Regions from separate parts of the Hordeum vulgare genome. Here region 1 is linked to region 2. A link is a contact called in public Hi-C data. All regions are on one chromosome and are shown on one strand. The core of a region is the stretch at or near the end of the contact, and the rest is flanking DNA. Distances in the headings are between cores, read along the strand shown. Region 1 has its middle 120 kb from the start of LOC123443252. Region 2 has its middle 290 kb from the start of LOC123445799.

The links. A called contact is a pair of places that touch in the nucleus more often than the background predicts.
Region 1: a contact with region 2 is called in a Hi-C map of seedling, with 5 times the contacts expected there. The contact joins two enhancer-like sites. A contact is called at or near these places in 2 of 6 Hi-C or Micro-C datasets (leaf and seedling).

The regions. Positions count from the first base shown.
Region 1 is chr3H:134,764,963-134,772,717 of MorexV3_pseudomolecules_assembly, forward strand. No RefSeq gene overlaps it. Among protein-coding and RNA genes, the nearest start is that of LOC123443252, 120 kb to the right of the region's middle. Within about 2 kb of position 3,524, at least 3 of the 3 cell types and tissues checked have open chromatin away from gene starts, as enhancers often do. A contact at or near this core is called in leaf and seedling, where this site is marked.
Region 2 is chr3H:134,517,491-134,525,035 of MorexV3_pseudomolecules_assembly, forward strand. No RefSeq gene overlaps it. Among protein-coding and RNA genes, the nearest start is that of LOC123445799, 290 kb to the left of the region's middle. Within about 2 kb of position 1,556, at least 3 of the 3 cell types and tissues checked have open chromatin away from gene starts, as enhancers often do. A contact at or near this core is called in leaf and seedling, where this site is marked.

The sequences.
Region 1 (7,755 bases), core at 2,274-4,773, 250 kb after region 2:
TTGGTCCAAAACAGAGCACTGTGCGGGGCCAACCCAGGGCAACTTGGGAGATTTCTATTAGGCCACCGTACGCGTCGCTCATCCACCGTGTCCTGAGAACGAGATACGCGGCTCCTATCGGGGTCGTCGACACGCCGGGCGGCCTCGCTGGATTAGTTTTACCTTTGACGAGATATCTTGTGCATCGGGATTCCAGTGATGCTTTGGGTAATCTCAGAGTTGAGGTTTTCCACTAAGGAATCCAATGAGATCGCGAGTGTCGTGATTGAGGATTTCTATGCGGCTTGTGGTAATTTGTGATGGACTAGTTGGAGCACCCCTGCAGGGTTAAACCTTTCGGAAAGCCGTGCCGGCGGTTATGTGGCAACGTGGAAACTTTGTTTAACACTGGTTCTAGATAACTTGAAGTTAACTTAAATAAAATATGCCAACTGTGTGCGTAACTGTGACTGTCTCCTTCGTGAGTTCTTACTCCGATCGAGGACACGGTGGGGTTATGTGTGACGTAGGTAGGTGTTCAGGATCATTCCTTTGATCATGATTAGTACACGTCCGTTATGCGTAGATCTTCCCTCTCTTATTTCTTGTACTCGTAAGCTTAGCCACCAAATATATGCTTAGTCGCTGCTGCAACCTCACCAGTTAACCATATCTCACCCATTAAGCTTTGCTAGTCTTGATACCTTTGGAAATGAGATTGCTGAGTCCCCTATGGCTCACAGATTACTACAACACCGGTTGCAGGTACAGGTAAAGGTTACTTGACGCGAGCGCGTTGATCGTTCATTTGGAGTTGCTTCTTCTTCTTCTTCTTCATCGATCTAGGATGGGTTCCAGGTCGGCAGCCTGGGATAGCAAGGATGGACGTCGTTCTTATTTTCTCGTTTGTTTTCGTCCGTAGTCGGACCCTGCTCTTACTCTTGATGATTATGTAATGTACGGATGTGACTCTGATGTAGCTTGTGGCGAGTGTAAGCCAATTCTATAATATATATATATATCTTCTTTTCAGTGCATGTACTTGTAACGATATCCATTCTTGCGACACGACGAGATGTGCTTCTATCCCTGACGAGGCCTTCGTGCCAAATTAAGGATAGGGTCGCATCTTGCGCGTGACAGGGCAACTGTGGGGAGAACCAAGGGGCGGCGGCGCTACGGCCCGACAGGGCGACGCAGTGGCAACCCATTCTTGATCGATGGAGGGTCGCGCTATACTCGAGGACATCCTTCACAGGACCCGCGGAGGCGCATGCAACCGACTGATCAAGTTAGTCGCACGGCGCGGATGGAGTCAATCGCGGCGGGCGGGTGATCGATTCGATTGCACGCGAGGTCGGGGGCATTGCTCGGTGATGATGACGGTGTCGTGGACGGTGAAGCGGGGTGGTCAAGGAGACCAAGGGGATGATGGCTGACGGGGAAGGGCATGCCCGAGGCAGCCGACGCCCGAGCACAAAAGCCCGAGGCAGCCGACAAGGGACGGCAAATACCCGAGCCAAAAAAGCCCGAGTCGACAAGGTTGCCCGAGCCAGGCAGACGACGAGCCCGAGAGAGCCGACGAGCGGCGAGGGAGACAGTAGGTGATGTAGGATCCTGATTGGACGCGGGCAACGACGACCGGCGCGGAGCGACGGGAGGGCAGTCCCGCGAACGACGGTGAGGGCGGGTCGCCGCGTCGTGCGTGGTTTCCGGGTCGCCTCGTCGTGCGTGGGTGTCGGGTTGCCGAAGAGGTCGGGATCGCGCCGTTGGCGGTGACGGCCGACGCAGGGAAACAGGCGGGCAGTCGCGCGGCAATCGCCGCGACGGGCTGACGAGGTGCGCGTCTTTGTCGAAGTAGAGGCACGCGGGTGTCGACGGCGGCGGCAGATGGTGCATCCGATCTTAGATCAAAAACCAAAAAAACGCCGATCAAAGTGACCGCAGGAAGAGTGAAAAAACCCGGATCAAAGGATCGAGAAAAAGACTCTCTAGGGTAGCCGGACAACACGAGGGGCGGACGAACCCTAGGTACGGGCATCGTGGCCCTGATGGCGGTCATGAAGGTCGACCGCCCCGGAGGCGGCGCACGGGACGGAAGCGGCGGGCGACGACTAGGTCTAGAAACTTGTGATATATACCATGTTGGAACGAAGAGAGAGGGATTGATGTGAAATATGATGGATGTTGTATTAAGCCTTATGGACGAGTATATATAGAAGTACATACTTGAAAGGGAAGAAACCTTTCCTAAAAATAAGGTAGAAGACAGATTACAAATCTTACACTACCAAATACATGCACTTTGTCATCGCAAAAAAAAATACATGCACTTTGAATATATTGCTAATGTAAATCCACCTTCAACTCAGGAATGAATGAAGAAGCTAGCCCGTGTAGACTTATAAGAGTGCCACTCTGTTAAGGAGAAAATGACATGGTTAATTACTTTTTTAATCAGTAGCGAAACTGGGCTAAGAATGATATGACGAACGTCAAGAACCATGTGCTGCAGGGAGCAAGAAATGACATCTCCCTGTTGCAGCACAATCCTTCTCCCTCAAGTGCTGGTGTTAGAAGAAACAGGTGGCAATGTGTGGTAGGTGAGGGCAAAGCGTGGCAAGCATCAAGCTGAAAAGAGAATATTTGTTGCTCCAGGAAAATAAAAGATAATGTGGGGCAGGGCTTGATGTATATATTTGTGTATATCAATGCATTGATTCTTTCAGAAGTTACGATGATAAAAAGGAAATCAGTCTTGGAAGGGAACCGCACTCTTGAATGTGTTGACTATAGAAGGCAACATTGTCATTTTCAGCTAATGTGGTGATTTAGAAGATTCTGCTAATATCCATATATACATGCATGCTGCTTGATAAGCTTTCACCAATTTTGAGATAAAATAACCTGTTTTTTTATTATAGACTTTTGTTAAATTATTTAATTTTGGATTGTGCAGCAGGAGCTTTGTGCATTCTATTGGAGGGAAAGGAGAGAGTTGCTTACTTCTGTCTATTACTGAGGTAAGTTTCTTCTTCACCAAACCCTAATAACTAATACTTTCTTCGTCCGGAATTACTTGTCATAAAAAAAAATACATCTAGACATATTTTAATTTCAGATACATTCATTTTTTTTTCATTTTGATGACAAGTAATTTCAGACGGAGAGAGTATTAAGTTTGGACCAAGATGATCTGTCTTTATGAGCTGACTCGGTGTGCATATATTCTGTTATTATTTATATATTCTACATAAAATAGCATTGCACCCTACACCCATAATAAAAAGAAAACACTACTAAGCGATAAGCCAAATTAAACCTTTTCCAACGATACACACTGTAGTTTATTTTGTGAAGTGCACGGGCGGGGTGCACCTTGCAGCCCGCCAAGCATGATGGTATAGGTAAGCACAGCAGCAAACCACCACCATTATTTTGTACTTTTGCTTGACAACAGTCCGTCCGTCCCCTCCTTGAATGCACCCCCATCCCCACCGGGCCCACGCAGGCCACGGAGCTTTCAATATCTTTTGTGGGGCCCCCTGTGGTTAGGTTTAGGTTAGGTCAGGTTAACCAGCCCTGCCCTGGTTGGGTTAGGGTTAGGGTTAGGGCCTCCTCCACTTTTGCTGGCCAGCGTGTGGGTGGAGTAAAGAAGATAGTGGGATGTGTGTGTGCGTAGATGTGTTTGTGTGGATTGGGTGGTGTGGCATCTGATTCGCCTCTCCCCACCCATTTCTTCTTGCGGATCCTCTGCGCCGTTCATGTAGCGCTTGGTTGTTGCCGCTGCGTGGCAGTACTGGTAATAGTACTACTGCTTGACATGAGATGAGTTAGGTTGCTTGTGTTGTGTGTGTACTGCTTGCTTGCTTTCTTTCTTGCTGCAATCTTTCTTCCATGCTATAAGTAAGTATATGTAGTGAGCAATTTGATTAACCGAGAGATTTGCTTCGGTTTTAGGCACGCCTGGTACATGTAGGGTGAATCTTGAACACGAGAGAGATACAACAGGGGTGGCTGAGTTTTCTGTACCCAGCATTGTAACAAATCCATTTAGTTGTGTTATTTATTTCCATTTTGCAAGGTGCAAGGCAGCATATAGCTGAACAGTGCAGAGCATATATTACCTAAGCTAGTTCTATGTTCATTTAGTTACTTTTGGTATTGTTCCGAAAAATTAAGTCATGGTGGAGCCAATCATTTGATAGTATGGGGTATATCACAACATGTCTCTTATCATTGTTGTTTTACCGCACAACTAAATTTCATAATGGTAATTCTTTCGTGATATATCGTCGAGCGCAATGTGGTAGAAGCACATTTTATTATTGTGGAATAACTTTGACGTGAGACGAGTTGTTTCCATCTAACATGACTACAAATTTGTTCTAGGTTGAATACTTGAAAATAAGTGAGAGGTGTGAATTTACAAGCCTACAAACACTGACACAATGGGCCAGCAACAGCAGTGCATACGTCATTTGCATCTGCAGCCCATCAGTCAAAGACCATCCTTGTCCGTACTTACTACCAACATCTGCGCTTACAACTCACTCTCAAAAAACGTGTGCGCATAAACTTTTTCACAAAAAAACCAAATCCAGTGTAAAACTCCCAAGAAGCACAAGTGCTCGGTTTTGAACCTTTACCGATGAAATATGTTCATTTGTGTGTTTTTAGCAGCTGTATCAAGTATTTCATTTGATGCCTTGCAGTATTTCTTCTGACCGTGTCTTAAAAAATAAGTAAAAGAAGTAGATTTACATGCCAAGAAACACATAATGTAAACCACAGGGGTAATTCTCTTACAAATTTTGTCACCTGAATCCCTAACCTACACAGTAGTCTAGTTTTATGCACAACAAATGGGAATATCAATGCTAATATGTCTCATACGCTCAAATTACATGTGAGGATGGTATTGGGTGAAAAAATACGAGAAAACACTATGCAAACAATACATTTGTAAGAGAATTCATTAATTCTAGGAGCATACATATCGATGTCGAATCTCAAACTTTAACCCATAGGCAAGTTTATTGCATGTAGCTCGTTGCGTAGATGCGATTCACATTAGGCAAGTTTACCTAGATTTCGTCCTTCACGATCAAGATAATACACTACTCCTGCTTCCATGTATAATGGGGGTCATAGCCTTGTATGAGAGCTAGAATTTGTGTGCAACGGTGTAGATAGTAAGCATTGCATTGAGTATGGGAGGTTGAAGATAGTCGACCCGATGTCCCTGCCTTGTGTTATATAAAGGGACAAAGCTAAGGTTTGCACGTATCCGAGGTGACATGGTACAACCTAATCACACGAGATTACACCGTATCTTGCGAGATGCACCTGGTGTGCTTCATGGGACGAAACATGGGCTTGGGACAGTCAATGGCTAACAACCCAACTCCCACCTCCCCAGTAAACCACGTGGGCATGGCATCGCTATTAGCCTGTGAGTCCTTCATGATCTTTAGTTGTGTCCAAGTGGAATCTGAATTGAGCATGATGTCTCAAACTACACAACAAAGTCTTGGTGGAATCATGGAATTTATAAAAACTAAATGGACTCATCACCATTCAACCGAAGGGCAGGAACAACATGAACAACCAGGTGCGACTACCCAATGGGTCCAGACATGCAGGTGATGCCCGACATCCTACTCGTTCGCCTTATCTTAGTTCTGCGAGGGAATGATTATTCAAACATCGTCTCCTAACGGCTTTGATGACTGTGCCACTTGGGCTCGATTCGGTCAAACTTGGTTGAGACCACTTGCGAGAGCTTTAAGCGCAACGAATCTTGATGAAGTTATCCTTGACATCGATCCTGACATAGGTGAGGACTGATACTTGTGATCTGCATTACGTTTTCCATGAAGAGGAACGGTGAAAGGACGTGGATATCGCCTAGAGGGAGGTTGAATATACGCTTAAAAACAATTACGGTTTGGGCTTGAACAAATACGGAATAAAACTAACATTTAATTAGTCAAGCACAAAACCTTAAAAAATTAGGCTCACCTATGTGCACCAATAACTTATGCTGAGCAAGATAAACAACTAAGTGATAGCAACATATATGACATGAAATAATATGGCTATCACAAAGTAAAGTGCATAAGTAAAGGGCTCGGGTAAGAGATAACCGAGGCGCGTGAAGACGATGATGTATCTCGAAGTTCACACCCTTGCGAATGATAATCTCCGTTGTGAGCGGTGTGGAGGCACAATGATCCCCAAGAAGCCACTAGGGCCACCGTAATCTCCTCACGCCCTCGCACAATGCAAGATGTCGTGATTCCACCAAGGGACCCTTGAGGATGGTCACCGAACCTGTACAACAAGGTTGGGGCAATCTCCACAACTTAATTGGAGGCTCCCAACAACACCATGAAGCTTCACAAAAATGGAGTGTGGCTCCGAGGTGACCTCAAATGCTTGGGGCAATCTCCACAACCTAATTGGAGACCCTCACGCTTGCCCGAAACTTTACACCACAATGATTGAGATCTAAGGCACCACCAAGCATCTAGGACGCAAAAACACCCAAGAAGAACAAGCTCTAGGGTACCAAGCACCCAAGAGTAATAAGCTTCTCACACTTCACTTCCATGTATCACCGTGGAGAACTCAAATCGATGCAACTAATGCAGTGGCAAGAACACACGCAGTGGTCAAGTCCCTCACACTCAAATCCCTCCACAAAAACAAAAGCTATGGAGGAATATGAGAGGAAGAACAAGGAACTCACAAAGAACTCCAAGATCTAGATCCAAGGGGTTCCCCTCACATAGAGGAGAAAGTGATTGGTCGAAATTTGGATCTAGATCTCCTCTCTCTCTTTTCCCTGAAGAACTAGCAAGAATCATTGGAGGGATTGATAGTTAGCAAGATCGAAGAAGGTCAACAATGGGGGAAGAACACGAGCTAAAAAGATGGGGTTCAATGGGAAGAAGAACCCCTTTTATAGGAGGGGAAAATCCAACCGTTACCGCTTAGTCCGCACAAAAGCGGTACTACTGCTCCAGAGAGCGGTACTACCACCCGTTAGAGGTAGTACCGCTCCTGGGAGCGGTACTAACGTTGTGGCTGCGGAGAAGCATCTCAGGAGGGAGGCAGAGGGCGGTAGTACTACCAGGGCGATACTAACGCTGCGAGGAGCGGTACTAACGCCCATAAGGGGTAGTACCGCATCCTATTGTTGGAAATATGCCCTATAGGCAATAATAATTAGTTATTATTATATTTCTTTGTTCATGATAATCGTTTATTATACATGCTATAATTGTATTGATTGGAAACGCAATACTTGTGTGGATACATAGACAAAACACTGTCCCTAGTAAGCCTCTAGTTGACTAGCTCGTTGATCAAAGATGGTCAAGGTTTCCTGGCCATAGGCAAGTGTTGTTACTTGATAACGGGATCACATCATTAGGAAAATCATGTGATGGACTAGACCCAAACTAATAGACGTAGCATGTTGATCGTGTCATTTTGTTGCTACTGTTTTCTGCGTGTCAAGTATTTGTTCCTATGACCATGAGATCATATAACTCACTGACACCGGAGGAATGCTTTGTGTGTATCAAACGTCGCAACGTAACTGGGTGACTATAAAGATGCTCTACAGGTATCTTCGAAGGTGTTCGTTGAGTTAGTATGGATCAAGACTGGGACTTGTCACTCCGTATGACGGAGATGTATCTTGGGGCCCACTCGGTAATAGAACATCACACACAAGCCTTGCAAGCAATGTAACTTAGTGTAAGT
Region 2 (7,545 bases), core at 306-2,805:
ATTAACTCGTTACGGGTGGCCTTCAGGAACCTTTGAGGAGATACAGAAAGAACTTCTTAGGTTGCATGCAAAGTTGTCAGAATCGCGATTCAGAATCGGATGGGAGCTCCGTTGCTAGGATCGTGAATCGTAGAATCTTAACTATCAGGATCATAGAAACTTAGATTCTATGAGCAAAATCATAGAATCAGAGGGGCTAGTTTGGATCCTAAGATCGTAAGATTCTAAGACTTGAGTCACGATTCTGACAACTTTGATTGCATGGAAGATGGATGAAGCGGCGACATAAGAGTGAATCATTCCTAAATTATGCAGCAGAACATACTTCTTTATGGAGTGTCGTCTGCATGCGCCTACGACGGATGAAATGGGTTGGGCTTTTACCTTTCGCACGTCTGGCTGAGGCCACTAAAACCTCATTGTTATTCGAGACACATTTCTATTCAAGTCACATTTCAAAGAGACTGGAACAGATAATTAAGATAAAAGTACAACCGAATTAAACGATATGATTGAATTTAAAAACTACAACCTAAAAAATACATGAAGACATCATCGTCATCCTCCGTCGATGCAGCACTCTGGCCCTTCAACGATGCGATAGTCTTGGCCTTGATGCTCGGCATGAAGATATCGTCTTCGTCGTCGTTGTCGGCAGTCCATAAAAAAATATGTTCTGCCGCGTGAAAGAAAATGGCGGAAGGAATGAAGGAATAAGGTGTCGGGAAACTAGGAAAGGGTGGCGGGAAATTAGGGAGAGGATGACGGGAAACTAGAGATAAAATTATGATGCAAAATATGTAGCATGCACTAGTCCGTTTCGACGAAGCCAATTAGTAGTACTAATTGCTTTTACCGGAGCCGATTAGTACTAATTGACATCGCCGAAGCCGGCTGGAACCCTATCAACTTCATCGAAGCCGACTGAATCCTGAATTCTATTTTTGAAAAACTTTCAACATATGCATTATTTTTTGAAATCATGAAAATAAATGTATTATTTGAAAAAAATAGCTGTTCTTACTGGCAGTTACTGCATAATTAAGCAGATTACATCCATCTACCCGCTAGGGCTAAGGGTCGATCGGCCTCAGCCGAAGACGCTCTCTGGTTATGCACCAAAGCATGGACCTAATCATGGACCGAACACCACATGTCGCCCATGCATCGTCCATGTGGCCGGCCGCAGGGGGCTGTCAGCTATAATTAAGCTTCTTGGAGTCGGCAACAGTGGTTTAAACTGCCTTCCTCTCTGGTTAATCTGGCCTGTGTACACGATGCATGCATGATATGATGCCGTGCTTGACCAATAAGTATAGCTCACATCGGTACATCGCCGCATCAAATCGCCCAGTACGCGTGGTACGTATTCTTACGAGTCGGGTCTATCGGTACGTTGGATCGAAATCTGACGGCTCATGTACGCCACGAAAAGATTACTGGTGGAATAATACGTACTGTCTCGATCGATCGATCGATCGATCTCTCTCGCCGCGCGGCGTTTGGGCCCACAGAAACCCTATGATGTGAGAGCCACTGCGCAGACAGAGGTAGCTATGTCTCGGACCTATGGACGTGACGTAGTACTAGTTAATTATTTGAGCCCTAGGGTTTTCCACTGTGCCGGCCGGGCACAACGCTTTAGGCAGCAGATATGGTGGTTTTTTCCAGGGTGGTGGAACGAACGTATCCTCTATTCAATTATTATCCCTCTCTTTCTTTCCAGAACATGTTGCCTACTCTAAGATTAACGGTGTGTAGTAGTTTATCTTAGTACTAGCAACTAAGAATTTCTTAGTGATAACGTTAGTATTACCTCTTGTATGGTGAAGGATTAGACTTTGGTACTTAACTTTTATGTTAGAATAAAATCTTGGTAAATCTTAAGATGGTATTCCCGGTTTAATCTTTCGAAGGTGTTTATAGGAATAGGATGGGCGTATGTGCGTTCGTAGAGGTAAAATCTTGGTATATGAACGCTTGTCTCTATATTATGTTAAAAAAAATAGATTGACTGTTCGAGTAAAATATCGTGTATTGCGTGCTTCTCCAGTATAAACTGTGTGTGTAAGTAATAGACATATCCACCACCAAAAACAAAAACTAATCCGACTAAAAAACAGTAATAGACATATTATAGTATTCGCTTTTTAAATAAAGTTTGAAACACTCATTTTTAAAAAAAATCAAGTATAGACGTATGCGTTTATATATACTTCTTTTGTTTTTAAATATAAGCATTTTAAAGATTCCACTATAAAACTATATATGAATAGTTATAGAGCTATTTTTATAGGAGTATATCTAGTAGCAACTTATATACTCTGGACTACAATTTTCTATCAATTTTCAGTCGACAATTTATGCAACACAATTTTCTATTGTCCCTGTTATGTTGTTCTTAACCAGACATGCGGTTTTCAAATGATACCTTAGCACACAAGCAGAAATACACACTACGAGAATTAGGACTTTCAGTTATTGAAAGTTAAAACAAAAGCATTTGTCGTATAGATGAAACTCCATTGGTTCCTTGCTGCCGCCAGCTTACCCTTGAACCGTCATGCTAGTTCCCGGAGGGTGGGGGGGGGGGGGGGGGGGAGGGGTTCGTTGTAGCCAATTTTTTTATTTCATATGAGCTTTGTCTCTTTTATGGACAAACTTGCCCTCCTATGCTTGCATGCTGGCCCCGTCACTGCACTACCGTCAATCTCTTTTAGAGCACGAGCGCCGCCGCGTGGCCTCCTGGGTTCCTAGTTGCCGCTGCCGTCAATGCCTTATTTCTCTTGTATTTGATATTTTGATCCCTTCTTCACTTTTTATCTCTCTCAACTGAAGCTTACACGAATGAATCAAATCAAATCAGATGAACAAAAATACACTAACCTAAGGGGGGTAGATAGGAGGGGAGTCTACTGACTTTTGAAGATCAAGGAGGGATCCCACAAATTAGGATCTCGACCTCCATTAATTAATTTAAAATGGCTAGAAATCTGGACGAGAGAGTAGATCCATTATGGGCGGTGATTAGGGAGCGGGGAAGAACCAGGAAATGAGAGAAGACTATGCGACGAGGGAGATGCACAATGCTTAGCGATTTATCTCTCTAGCGATAGTATTTTTTAGGGAACTTTAGCGATAGCTATCTTGAGTGTGTGTTGCCTGCCTAAAACTGCTAGTAATTGGGCTGACTTGGTTTACAATTTTTCTACTCCCTCTGTTCCTAAATATAAGTCTTTCTAAAGATTCTACTAGACAATTATGTACGGATGTATGTAATCATACTTTAAAGTGTATATTCAATCATTTTGCTTCGTATGTAGTCATCTAGTAAAATATCTTAAAAGACTTATATTTAGGAACGAAGGGAGTATAAGTTAATAAGTAATTGGCATGCATACACATGCCTGGGTGGGGGCTCCTAGCAGGCGGAGTCCCTATGTCACCGCACCGGCTACACCTGCTCAAGGCCGGCCCTGCTCATTCTTAAAATACTTTCGAAAACTCAGACGTATATATCATATTGAAATTGAGGAACTCGTCACAGACGCCTCGTAATTAATGAGAACATCTTCTCCCAGTAAACATTCATCATCGAAAATCCTGAAATAAAATTCAATAATAATACAAGCAGCAAGATTTAAACCCTGGCGGGCTAAAGATATAACTGTCTTTCTGCACATTTAACTACAGGTTGATTCGCTGCAACACTCAACCTTCAGATCATCATGATGCACACAACCATTTAGTATGGTATATCTGTACTCATATGTAAAAACACAATGCTAAATTGGCTGCATGCACAATAACATATCAGTAGACTTTTAGATAGAAAAAGGTTAATTAACGACTAATTATCTTTTTGTGGCACGGAAACTCAATATCTGCAAGTAGAAAAAAAATACATTAAAATCCATAAAAAGTGGGGAGAACTTAGTCGCAGAATCAGCAGACATTTAGCAGGAGAAATACAATACTCTTTACCGGGTAGTACTCCTGTTGTGCGTCGAGAACCATGTGCAGATATTGATGTGTGCAACCTAGCTACTAGTATGGCATCATGTGCGATCTAGGTCGAGCAAGCTATTGCTAGTTAGCCAGCTGGTCTACTGCCCTTTTTCCTCTCACCTTATGTACTAGCCTGACCTATATATACATGTAGGTGTGAGTGTGACTGTCACATTTGTGGGCATGACAGGAAAGCCAGATCTATAGAGGAAGGGGAGCCTGATATGAGTAACTTTAGACAAGCAAGGGCTTCTTTGATTTAAGGGAATTGCAAAGGTCTTTTTGGAGGGTTATGTTTTAAGATTTATAGGAATGTAATCATTTATCCTTAGAAATCATTTGCACTCTATTCTGGAGGAAGTTCTTGGTGCTAATTCCCGATGTTTCTATTTCTATCTCTATGAAGCCATGAAGATGGCTATGGATACCCATTATGTGACCCCAGAAGGGTAATTACTATGGATTTGGGCTAAAATAGCTACTCATGTGTACATAAATGGGTCAAGATTTTCCTTCGACGGTATCATGCATGATACCCACAAGTACCCACTAGGAGGGGCTGATATGCGGGCTGTCTTTGAGACCCTAATTATCTAAACCTAAAGTGCTCAATTCCATCTCGAGTCCACGCCTTGCCTCAGCACCTAGCCACTAAACCCTTATTTCTCTCTTGCCCCGTTCTTCACAAGACCACGGCTCCGTGCCTCCACCGGATCAAGATGTCGCCGCCATACACCGCATCGATAGCCCCCGCAAGCTCTACGAAAGATGTTACTCGAGCAACCCCATCTCATCGATCCACTCTTCCCATAGCTTCCTTATTCCCCATCATCGCTTGTGCCACCTGATTGTCGTCGTTTTTTCGCAACAGATGCCATGGGGTGGCTAATCGAGGTGAGAGCAAGGTTGCAGTGGAAGATCCGGGACGGGATAGGGTAGTAGCACGCGGCGGTTTACCCAGGTCCGGGGCTCTCCGGAGAGATAATACCCCTACTCCTGCATGTCTGTATATGAGGTGTATTTGCAGTACAGAGTGGCTCCTCGAGCTGTATTGGAGGAGGGAGAGGGAGCTGAGTGCTTCGTTCCTGGGCCTCACGTATGTGTGAGAGGGAGAGGGGATGCCCCCATATGACGATGCATGGTGCCTTTTATATAGGCATGAGTGGGTGGTTTGATATGTAAGCTACAGTGGGTAGCTTACATGTCAGGTTGCGTGAGATGTAAGCTACAGTGGATAGCTTACATGCCATGATGAACATAGCTTGTGAGCTAGGCTATGCTTGTCCCATGGGACACTTTATAAATCAACGCCCAGGGGACAAGTTACACTATCGATGAAACTGCATGATGCCGGTTCAGCGCACTACTACTTGTCAACACTGCACTACCGCGGGGTATGGACGACCGACCGCGCGTGTCCAATGGGACGTCGTAGTTGACTCTGGACAGCCGGTTGGCTCGCACACCCGGCTGGTCGAAGCAGTCGGTCGTGGGTTGGAATCGGAGCAGCCGGCCAGGGCTGGCGGGCACCCTGTCCGACTTTTCATCTTTGGGGTACCCTGGGATCATCCCCCAACAGTAGCCTCCGAGCCTCCGGGCGACTCGAAGAGCCGGACGGAGGATTTTCGCAGTCGTCATTGTTGCAGAAGTTGTTGATGACGGTCGATTGCGTGTCGGGGACGGCGCGGCTTTCCTTCTAGTGGGGGCGCACCAGCGCACCCGCTGGGTGTAGCCTCCGAGCCTCCGGGCGACTCGAAGAGTTAGGCGGAGGGTCTTTGCTGTTGCTGAAGCAGACGGTGGTGTCGAGGAAGTCGGACACAGACGCGGGGTCCGCCGTCTGATGGGCACGGGGCCCTGCGAGGCGCGGACGCGGAGTTCGTCAGTTGGTGGGCGCGGGCCCCTATCGGGCATGGATACGGAGTCCGTCGTAGGTGGGCGCGGTGCCCTGCCGGGCGCAGGCGCTGGTTCCGCGGGCTGATGGGCGCGAGGCGCTGCCGTGCATGGATGCAGAGTCTGCCGGGTGGTGGGCGTGGGGGCCCTACTGAGCGCGGATGCGGGGTTTCGCCGACTGATGGGCGCGAGGCGTTGTCGTGCATGGACATGAAGTTCACCGACTGCTGGGTGCGGGGCCCTGCGGGGCATGGACGCGGAGTCCGTCTGCTGGCTCTTTCCAGTGGGGGCGTGTAAGCGCACCCGTTGGGTGTAGCCTCCGAGCCTCCGCGCGACTCAAAGAGTTGGGAGGAAGGTCTTAGCTGTGGGTGAAGCAGACAGTGGCGTCGACACGGAGTTCGCCGACTGATGGGCGCGGGGCCCTGCCGGGCGCGTACACGGGGTCCGCCGACTGATGGGCGCGAGGCATCCTCGTGCAAGGACGCGACGTCCACTGGCTGGTGGGCGCGTGGCCCTGCCGGGCATGGACGCGGAGTCCGCCAGCTGGCTGTTTCCAGTGGGGGCGCGCAAGCGCATCCGCTGGGTGTAGCCTCCGAGCCTCCACGCGACTCGAAAAGTTGGCCGGAGGGTCTTCGTTGTTGCTGAAGCAGACGGTGGCGTCGAAGATGTTGGGCGCAGACACGGAGTCCGCCGACTGAAGGGCGCGGGGCCCTGTGAGGCGCGGACGCGTGGTCCGCCCATGGATGGGTGTGGGGCGTTTGTTAGGGCATATTTTATGCCTAAGTAATTTTGGTGATTGATGATAGTACCGCAAAGGACTAATCGTGTGTGTTAAGATTTCAGATAACACATGTCAACGGCACAAGACGACTCGCCCCCCTCTTTCCATGGAACAGAAGCACGATGTACTCTACGATTCTCCTCCTTTGAGTCATAGGAACGCCGTACTATTAAGAGGGGACCTGTAGTGGAAAGGTTTGGGTGTAATCAATTTTGCACGCACACACTTTATCTCCTTTCCCCTTACCTGCAACTTTTGAGTGGCTCCCGCCTCTGTTTTTATCTCATCTAAGCAAAAGGTCTCTCAGCGATAGTACCGCTGTGCCTAGAGGTAGTACGGCTAGCCCTAGCGGTAGTACCGCTAGTGCTACCGCCCCTGGTCAGCGGTAGTACCGCTCCAGGAGCTTAGTACCGCCTTCCTAGCGGCTGTACTTCGACGGTCCTTTTTGCGAAGACTTTCTTGGCGGTGGTTGGCCCGGTAGTGCTTATGCACTACCATGGGCCCAGCGGTAGTACCGCTTCAGCCAGCGGTAGTACCGCTGGAGTGCCAGCGGTAGTACCGCTGCAGCCAGCGGTAGTACCGCTAGGCTCGGGCTGTGAGTGGGAAAACGGTTGGATTTTCCCCCCACACTATATAAGGGTTTCTTCTTGCTGTGGAACCCTACCTTTTGACCCTCCCAAGCTCGGGCTGTGAGTGGGAAAACGGTTGGATTTTCCCCCCACACTATATAAGGGTTTCTTCTTGCTGTGGAACCCTACCTTTTGACCCTCCCAAGCTCCATTGTTGCTCCCTAAGGTCAAAAGTGCCCGATCTCTCTCCCTAGCCAATCAAACTTGTTGATTCTTTAGAGATTGGTTGAGAAGGCC